2 separate regions of the Gasterosteus aculeatus genome follow, and region 1 is linked to region 2. The links are chromatin contacts, called in public Hi-C maps. All regions are on one chromosome and are shown on one strand. The core of a region is the stretch at or near the end of the contact, and the rest is flanking DNA. Distances in the headings are between cores, read along the strand shown.

Region 1 (4,284 bases), core at 706-3,205, 35 kb before region 2:
ACCTTGGGATTGACAGGTCCTGTTCCTGCAGTGGTCTGTGTCTTTGATCCTTGACCTCTTGAACGCATGTTTGCATCAAGGTGACCTCAATTGGAACCCACCGTCCAGTTCGCAGCCCAGCAGCTCCAGACGGAGGCCCAGGCCCTCGTTGGTGGCCCTCTCCGGGTAGATCCTGACGAAGCGGGTCAGGAGGGGGCCCAACGTCCTCAGCTCTGGGGTGTCGTGGTTCTGGTTCCCGAGGAATACCTGAGGCAGAAGACAGGGAGTCGGGTCAGGACCTAACCAGTGTTTACCAGATGACAGAACAAGCATCAGACTCGGACGTTGAGATCAGCCGTCCGGTGTCGGCTTTGCTTCGTGGTTTTCTCCCAACAGGTGAATGATAAATTGAAGACCTGTGGACACTGTGCAGCACAGTTAAAGCCCATTGACCCAACAACTGAACAAACAACACTCTGTTCTGATCAAGTCTGCTTCTGATCAAGTATCAGTCACACACACACACACACACACACACACACACACACACAAAAAGCTGAAAGAAAATGAATGGAGCAAAGAACAAAGACAAACGCCAGGAAATCAGAACCAGAGTCAGATACTTTTTGTTGGTCCAACATGGAAGCAGCACAGATGAAAATGGTTTCCTTCACACCGGGAGCCAGGAGGTGGGACACCAAACACCCAAGAGGCTCTTCTCCCGGTCTGAAGGGCTGAAGTCTCCTTTTTCGCCTCACGCTTTACTACTGCAGAGGGGCATTGTGGGTCTACGGGTCTGTTTAAATGCTCGCGATTTGTTTGCAAGTGTACCGTTCTGTCTTGTGCATGTTTGTTCTGCGACATATATTGTTCCATTCGCTTCATAGGTTTCTCGTCGGGCGGAGAGGTGGAGAACTGTAGTTCACGCGCAGCTTTCTCGTTTCTGTTAATCCATGAGCGTCATTGTCATAAACATCATGACGATTTTGGAGCGTGAGTGGTTATTTGGGACACGCGCGATCCTGGATTCAAGGTCATGCCTGTTTTTCTCTAAACATGCTATCGGTTTCCTCTTTCTAGGACCACCACCAGGCTGTCCACTCATGTTTACAAACCGGCATATGCTGTGCCGCCTACGCGCGAGCCAAACACTCGTATCCACTCGCGTGGCGTCCGCGGCCTCGCCGAGCCTTCCAGCCTCGTCTCCTGAGGAGCTGAGAAGATTAGCGAGGGGACGGAGGAGCGCCTAGATCTCCGTCTGCGGTGAGTCAGCGGGAGTCCGACGCTCCACCTCGTCCTCCTCCCCGCCATCTGGAACGCACGCGTGGGGCGGGACGGAGGAGAGGAGGCGGGGCCTCAGGAAGCGAGGACACACATCTCCTCCTCTCGGGGATCAGAAATCAGACGGCGCTCAGAGGTCAGGAGACAGTGAGTGTGACATGTGGGCACTGATGCTTTCATAGATGAAGAAGTGAATGAAATGATCCAACTGAGCTGCACCGCAGTCTTCTTCTCATTTACTTTTTTATCAACATCAACTTTTAGTCCAGAGAAAATTAAATTATGCAAAAAAACATTGTGCTGTAATTACATTATTGTGACTTTTTTAGTTTGTAGCTGAATAAACCCTCTTATTATTATGGATTTATGAATTTCACGTCACCTTTATTTATTTCTATTTTCCACATTTCTTTCCACTTGAACACATGTCACAGATGAATGGACACTTCCAGCCCGCAGTGGTTGCTTTTCTCCAATCCTAACAACCTCCAACACCCCCCCTGAGGGGAAACACGGGCGCCAGTGAAGCATAAACGTGGTGAATAATTAATCTGGATTGTTGGGATTGGAGGGATCTTGGGCAATGGATCCCGTTAATCGTGTTAATTCAGTCAGTCGGGTCAGACATGTCGGACCAACCTTGGGCTTGGTGGTGTTGTCCTCCTTGACGACGGTCCACTCGTCTCCGTCCAGGCTGTGTCCCACCTTGAACCTCTTCATGAAGACGTTCCTGTCGCGGTGTTTCCCCCCCTGGATCACCACGCCGCTCACCATCTTGTCCTGGCCCAGATCCACCTGCCGAGAGAAGGAGAAGATGAAGAGATAAAGGATTGTCCAGACATTCTGAATATATCATTTGGAAACCACAGGGAGCAGATGGCTTGAACCGGGTCAGCGGTTCTGACCATCGAACGCCACCCCTTCAAACTTTCAAAGGTCAGCGTCACGGCCCACCTGCAGCCACTCGTTCCTGAAGGGCTGCTTGGTCTGCTGGCCGGTCCAGCCCGACCTGCCCGTCAGCAAGCGGGCGTTTTCCGCCACCCAGCCCCGGTCGGCGTACGACGAGGCGCCGATCTGAGCATCCGAGATCTGACCGGAGACCATCCCCAGCATCCCCAAGCAGGGGTAGTCTGCAGAGAGAGAGAGAGGGGGGATGAGAAACGAGTACAGCACGATAAAAAAACGTCCTTATCTCGTCCCTCTAGTCAGCGGCTTTATCTGACGCCCTCTGGGTTTAAACTCGGGAGTGAAAAAGACCCGTCTCAACATCTCGAGGTGGAGCTACTTTCAACATGGAGTCATGAAGCTTCACGTCACGTGACTGTTTGGTCTCCATCACGGCTTCCCAGCTGCGCTGAAGACCGTCAGCGTTCACGGCACAAAACAGGCGTTTCAAACCAAAGGTCCGTAACACCGGTATAAACTATGAGCACGGGTACGACTGAATAGATGTGCGCTAAAGGAAGGACGCCACAAGTGGCCTTCAGGCTGTTAACCTAATACTGTTCAAGTATTAGGAAATAAAGTTGGATATTTACTGGATAACTGAGAGGTTTTAGCCGCGCTGTCTGGTTTCTCTGAATAAGAAAACTTAATTAAACTCTTAAAATATGTGGAAACAATGGTCCGGACATAGCGAGCAAAGTTAAGCCAATTAACGGGGTAGATCTAATATCCGGACTCAAACAGTCGCGGTCTCACGGAGACATTTGGATTCGCCGAATGCTTCCCGAGTTATATCAGCGGATTAACGGCCCGGGGACCTAAACTCCTCCGCAATGTGAATTTTACAGCCGCTCACTGTTGTTTCCTCCGTGTGCGTTCCTGCGTGTCTGTGCTCATGATAATGAAAATCCCCCCCCCCCGAGGATAGAAATAATGGGTTAAACGAGCAATTGCGAGCTTTTCCTTCCTGTATTTTATTACCTCTTTAAATCGCATGATTTGGATTAGAGAGATCGGTTTAGGATTAAACACAGAAATTGGATTAAAATTAAGTCAAAGAGGAATTTTGGAATGAATGACAGTTTCATGTTGCGTACTTACACGCACACTCGCACACACACACTTTCCCGACTGTGTCGTTACATCTCCTGAATCACCTGTCTAGCACTTTACGGCCTGCTCTCCTGTGAGTTAGGGTCTAGTATCTCTCCCACAGAGAGCTGCTCGTAGCACATCAAGGACTGAGCTTTATGTAACATTAGGGGGATGAGTAATGATGTCCCTGCGCTCCTCGGCAATGAATAACGGTGTCCTTCTGTGGGAGTTTGTGCTCGCCGCTTTATTTTAAATCAACAGAGAGCAGCAGGAGTTTCTCGCGCTGCAGCCAAAAAGATGTTGGTTTGATTCACGAGGCTCAGAAGTGAGAAAAACGCTTTTTACGGGAGGGAGTGCGGTCCGAAGGGAACGGATAAAAACCCGTCAAGGAGTCTTTTAAACTGTCGCTCATTTTGTTTTTACAGAAGGTGTGAACATTACTTGCTCTTTCCATCCCGGGAAAAACATTTGGTGTTTGTGCAAAGAACGCATGCATGTCTGTAAAAGACTGTTTGTATGAAATGTTCAACCAAAGTTCCCTGATTGTTGAATTAAGGAGACCTGATTGTAATGCATTGTTCAAATTTCAAAGTGTACGAGTACGCTGGAGTTTGTGTACTGGAGGCGTTTGCCGCCCCGCTGTACCTGACGTCCTGCAGCCGTAGACCTCAAAGCGCATGCAGATGCCTTGCTCCCAGGACATGGGGCGGACGCGGATGTGGCGAGCCAGAGTCGGTTTGGGGAGAAGGGAGCGGACCTCCTCCGTCGGGTTGAGGTTTCCCTGGAAGATCTGAGGACGGCGGCGAAAAGAACTACAGTTACTGGTCCTGTTACTTTGATGGCAACACGGTCACCATGGCGACCACAGCTCCTACTTCTCCTTCAACAATACTACTTTTACTTCTACTACGGGTTTTACTACCATTATTAAATGACTAAAATGATTACTACTTACACTACCACTGCTGCTGAAGCAACAATAGC
Region 2 (3,934 bases), core at 367-2,866:
CCGTTATGACCCACACGCACTGCTGGGAGGGCGGGTAGGCGCCCGGGTAGCCCGGGGACGTCAGGTAGTCCGCGGCGTGTATCTCGATGTTCCCCCCGCATTGACCTGGAGAGGCACAGAAAGTTAGCGGAGTCGTTAGCGGAGACAGACGCGGACGTCGCGGGACAGACAGACAGCGCGTTTTATCGCGCGGGATCGAACTGCACCAGCGAGGGGAGTGACGCTGCCGAGACCTCCAGATGGGGGTCTCCGTAAATCCACACATCCACCACCCAGAGCAGAAACCGCGTCGACGGGAAAGCTCTGGTTTCTGCGCCTTCGCGCGTTAAGACTATAAATCCAATCCCGGTGGATTCCATCATCTTTAATGAGGTGATCAAACTCTCGGATTGCGCTGCTCTTTTGAAAAGGGTGGGGTATGTGAAGTGAGGTATGCGGGGTATAACGTGAGGTATGCGCCCGCCGTAAGGTGCGACCGCGCACCAGAAAGGTGGAGCGAGCCGCCTGCTGCTCCACCAGCACACGGCCCGCGTGATTACCTTTAATTTTCCCCATTGAATGATTTATGAAATTTGCTTGTAGCCCCAAATCAAGCTTCAGTGGCACGCGCGCGCAAAAGCGCCAAAATGCGCCATAATGTCGTTATAATAATATAATAATAATAGTGTGATAATACACTGCTACTACTTTATGCTTATTTCCCCGAACGTAATCCTTATTTACATATATTAGAGTAAACAGTGTTGAATCCCTGCAGGCTCCCTGCTCCCGGGGGGGGGGGGGGGGGGGGATGCATAACAGGTGAGAGGCAACAATGGTGCAAAAATGATGCAAAAGTGGATCAATGCTCAGCGCGCAGCCTGCCTGTTGTCAAGCCACCGCACGCGCGCAGCAACCTACCGGTCTGAGCCAACGGAGCCACCAGGGTGACTCGGGAGAGGAGGAACAACAGCAACCCGCTCCGCATCCTCACATTGTCCAACGCGCACATTGTGTAAAACAAGAGAAAGACCAAAGCAAAAAAAAAAAACTCCTGTGTGTGTGAGGGGGGGTTACGTCCAGAAAGAGACAAGACAATAGTCTCAAAGTGTGAGATGTGCTCGTCGTAGGGTCCCCGGCATCCTGCGGGCTTCAGCGCGAGATCCCCGGTGGTGCCGGGGGGAGACAACTCGCCCTCCCCCGGAATGAAGGGAAAGGGAGAATAATCCAAAAGCTAAAAACAAGAAGAAAAAAAATCCGTCGGCCAGAAGTGTCCGCTGTGCGTCCCGGTGGTCGTACTTCCGAGGGGAGAATGTTTCCCGCTGAGGAGGAGAAATCTGTGGTTGAGCGCTATTCTGATCCAACGGACATCTGAGCGCTGCTCTCCAAGATCTGCGCTCCTTGTTTCAGCTCTCTCTCTCTCTCTCTCTCTCACGGCAGCGACTGACCGACCGTCACAGCAGAAATGTTCAGAAATACGAGTCGAGCCGGGAAAGTAACAAGCGGAATTTCCACTCCCCGGATCCCCGCTGCGCGCAACCGGGCGACCTCCGACCAAACAGACGAGCGGACTGACAACCCGGTGCGCCCTCTGTGCGCTGCCGACGCATGCGAGAGAGGGAGGGAGGGAGAGAGAGAGAGGGAGGGAGGGAGGGGCTGCGCACGCAGACTCCCCGCTGGCTGAGGGTCTGGCAGGAGGTGTGAGCAGTGCGCGACTCCACGTCTGAGCTTCGTCCCAAACGAGAGACGGATTCCTTCCACTCGTGACCGCGCGCGTTCAGGCTGGTTCAGTTTGTCTGTTTGGAAGATTCAAATGCAGAATGTACTCAACAATATTCTACAGGATTCTTCTTGTTTTTACAATGACCTTTTTTGGGGGGGGCTTCGGTTTGATCAAATAATACCTACATGAGTTCATGTAAAATGTATTTTTGAAGGTTACATAAGTCAACTACTGACTGGATCGAGTATATTTATAGATATTCAAACAAGTTTTATCCCGAAATAGATGCGCGGCGTCTCGGAAACAGACAAATCGCTGCTTGTTTGTTGTCCTTTCTCCACGTCAACCTGGATGAAATGTGACAGGAGAGCTTCCTCCTTCATAATGATCTCTAGGCCCCATGAAGGTCATTCAGGCTGACATCAAATTTGACTACATTTGTTCGCTCTTTTAAATGTTGCCTACAAAGAAGCATTTGCACGTTGTCTTGCATTTTGCATTAAAAGCCGCCGGCTCATCACGTGAGAGGAGACGAGCTGTTCCAGGACAGAAGGTGTCCTCACGTAGGTTCAGCTCAAGGACACTGAGGAGTCTCAACTGTGGGACTCACACGTTCTCACGTTACACAGTTTGCCCAAAACATGTTGATCTGTAAGTTTATTCACCGTTTCCCCCAAAAGTACCTGAAAAAACGTTGACAGGTGAGTGAGGGAGAGAATGAGTTTGTGGTGCTGAGGTGAACAGACTCTCCCAGGTGTTTCCGTTCATTAGAACCTGCTTGCTCTGCACTTCTTCAGCCTACACAAAAGATTTAGAAGTGATTATCAGACACTATAAGAGCTGCTAATGACCCGAACAACACGCACAAGCCGTTGTTCCTTAATGAAATCCACAGTCTCCCAATCTGGTGATTTTACATTTCGGAGATAACCTGAGCTGGTTTAGGGGTTTTTCTCTTAATGGGCTGAAAAAAAAAGTGTTAACCACTGAAGGTCACTGCCTAAGCTTTAGCATTAAATATTAAAGCCCAACCATAATCGTGTAATATTATAAGAGCAGCGACAGACCGAGTTACTCATTACGACGTCACGTTCGGCTTTAACATATTGGAAATACTCTCACGGCCCCCCGAAGGGGGCACACCGAGTGAAGCGGCCTCAAGATAACGTCTTAAACGCTGGAACGGAAGACGAGCACATCGGGGACGCAGCGAGGTCGAGGGACGCAGTGAGTCTGCATCGTCGAGAGCTCAGCGGACAGACGTCCATGTCTCCAACAAGATGCTCGCTGGGATTCCAGATTTGGTGTCGCCGCACTCGTGCGCGTCGGCTGGCGGGGGACAACAAAAGGATCCTTGGCAGCGCCACTCGCGGCGCCGCCTGACGCAAATAGCCTCAGTGGCAAAGTGTGCAAAGCGAGAACGCAACTGTGACGACTCGAAGAGACTGTGAAGATTAACTTCCTGTTTTCTTTTTGGAACCACGGCACTTCCTGTATCTAGTTTCCCCCCACAGCTGAGTTTAGTTTGCAATCACCCCCACCTGTATTTAAGCCTCAGTTCCCCACTTGTCTGTGTCAGGTTATCTTTTGTCCTTCCTAGAGGTACATGTTTGTTGTTAAATTCCCAGTGCTGTTTTTGTAATCTTGTTTCTACTTTGTTGCCAGGCTCTCTTCCTTTTTGTTTCTTCAAGAGCGTGTGGATTCCGCCTTTGCCTGTGCCCCCTTTGTTTTGCATTAGTTTACTCTCCTAGTAAAAGATTCCAAACCTTGAAAGAATTTTCTGTTGCCTTATTGCTCTGCACCTGAGTCGAAGTCCTGACCCCTCACAACAACTCGCGGAGGAGATGAAACCGACGGCAGCGACGCTGCTGATGTTTCTGCTGAAGTGTTGGGAGCCATTAATCAGGATCCAATAAAAGGCCGATAAGAACTCAATGGATCTCGTCAATGCTCGTTGGTGTTTCACTCATCACGTCTGCGTTGAGGTGAGTTGGAGCGCGTGAGTGAGATGCAGAAAACTGCAACCATATGTTTGTTCATGAAAGGACATGTTTTTATGTTAATATGTACCTACAGAAAACATCTGTTATCCGTCATTGTGATATTAAACACGTCGAGGGGTCCAGCAGTAAAAGTGCTGCTCAGAGAACTTCCAGAACCTCGGATGGATAAAGAGAGCCTCCTCCAGGAGGAAGCATCAGAACCAGAAGGTGAGGGCCGGTGTGCGTGACG

Evidence for each region. Hi-C and Micro-C count contacts between places; a contact is called where the count stands out from the background.
Region 1: a Hi-C map of skeletal muscle shows a contact between it and region 2, with 3 times the contacts expected there. The contact joins the enhancer-like site here to the promoter of LOC120816082 in region 2. A contact is called at or near these places in 2 of 6 Hi-C or Micro-C datasets (both in skeletal muscle).

The regions. Positions count from the first base shown.
Region 1 is chr3:16,177,837-16,182,120 of fGasAcu3.hap1.1, reverse strand. It overlaps LOC120816082 (neuropilin-1a), which reads right to left. Exons shown (of 18, transcript XM_040171398.2): 8 at 3,946-4,090; 9 at 2,215-2,390; 10 at 1,900-2,055; 11 at 102-246. Among protein-coding and RNA genes, the nearest start is that of LOC120816084, 16 kb to the left of the region's middle. Within about 2 kb of position 1,955, at least 1 of the 9 cell types and tissues checked has open chromatin away from gene starts, as enhancers often do.
Region 2 is chr3:16,142,518-16,146,451 of fGasAcu3.hap1.1, reverse strand. LOC120816082 (neuropilin-1a) reads right to left here and starts at 1,616. Exons shown (of 18, transcript XM_040171398.2): 1 at 901-1,616; 2 at 1-105. The coding sequence starts at 991.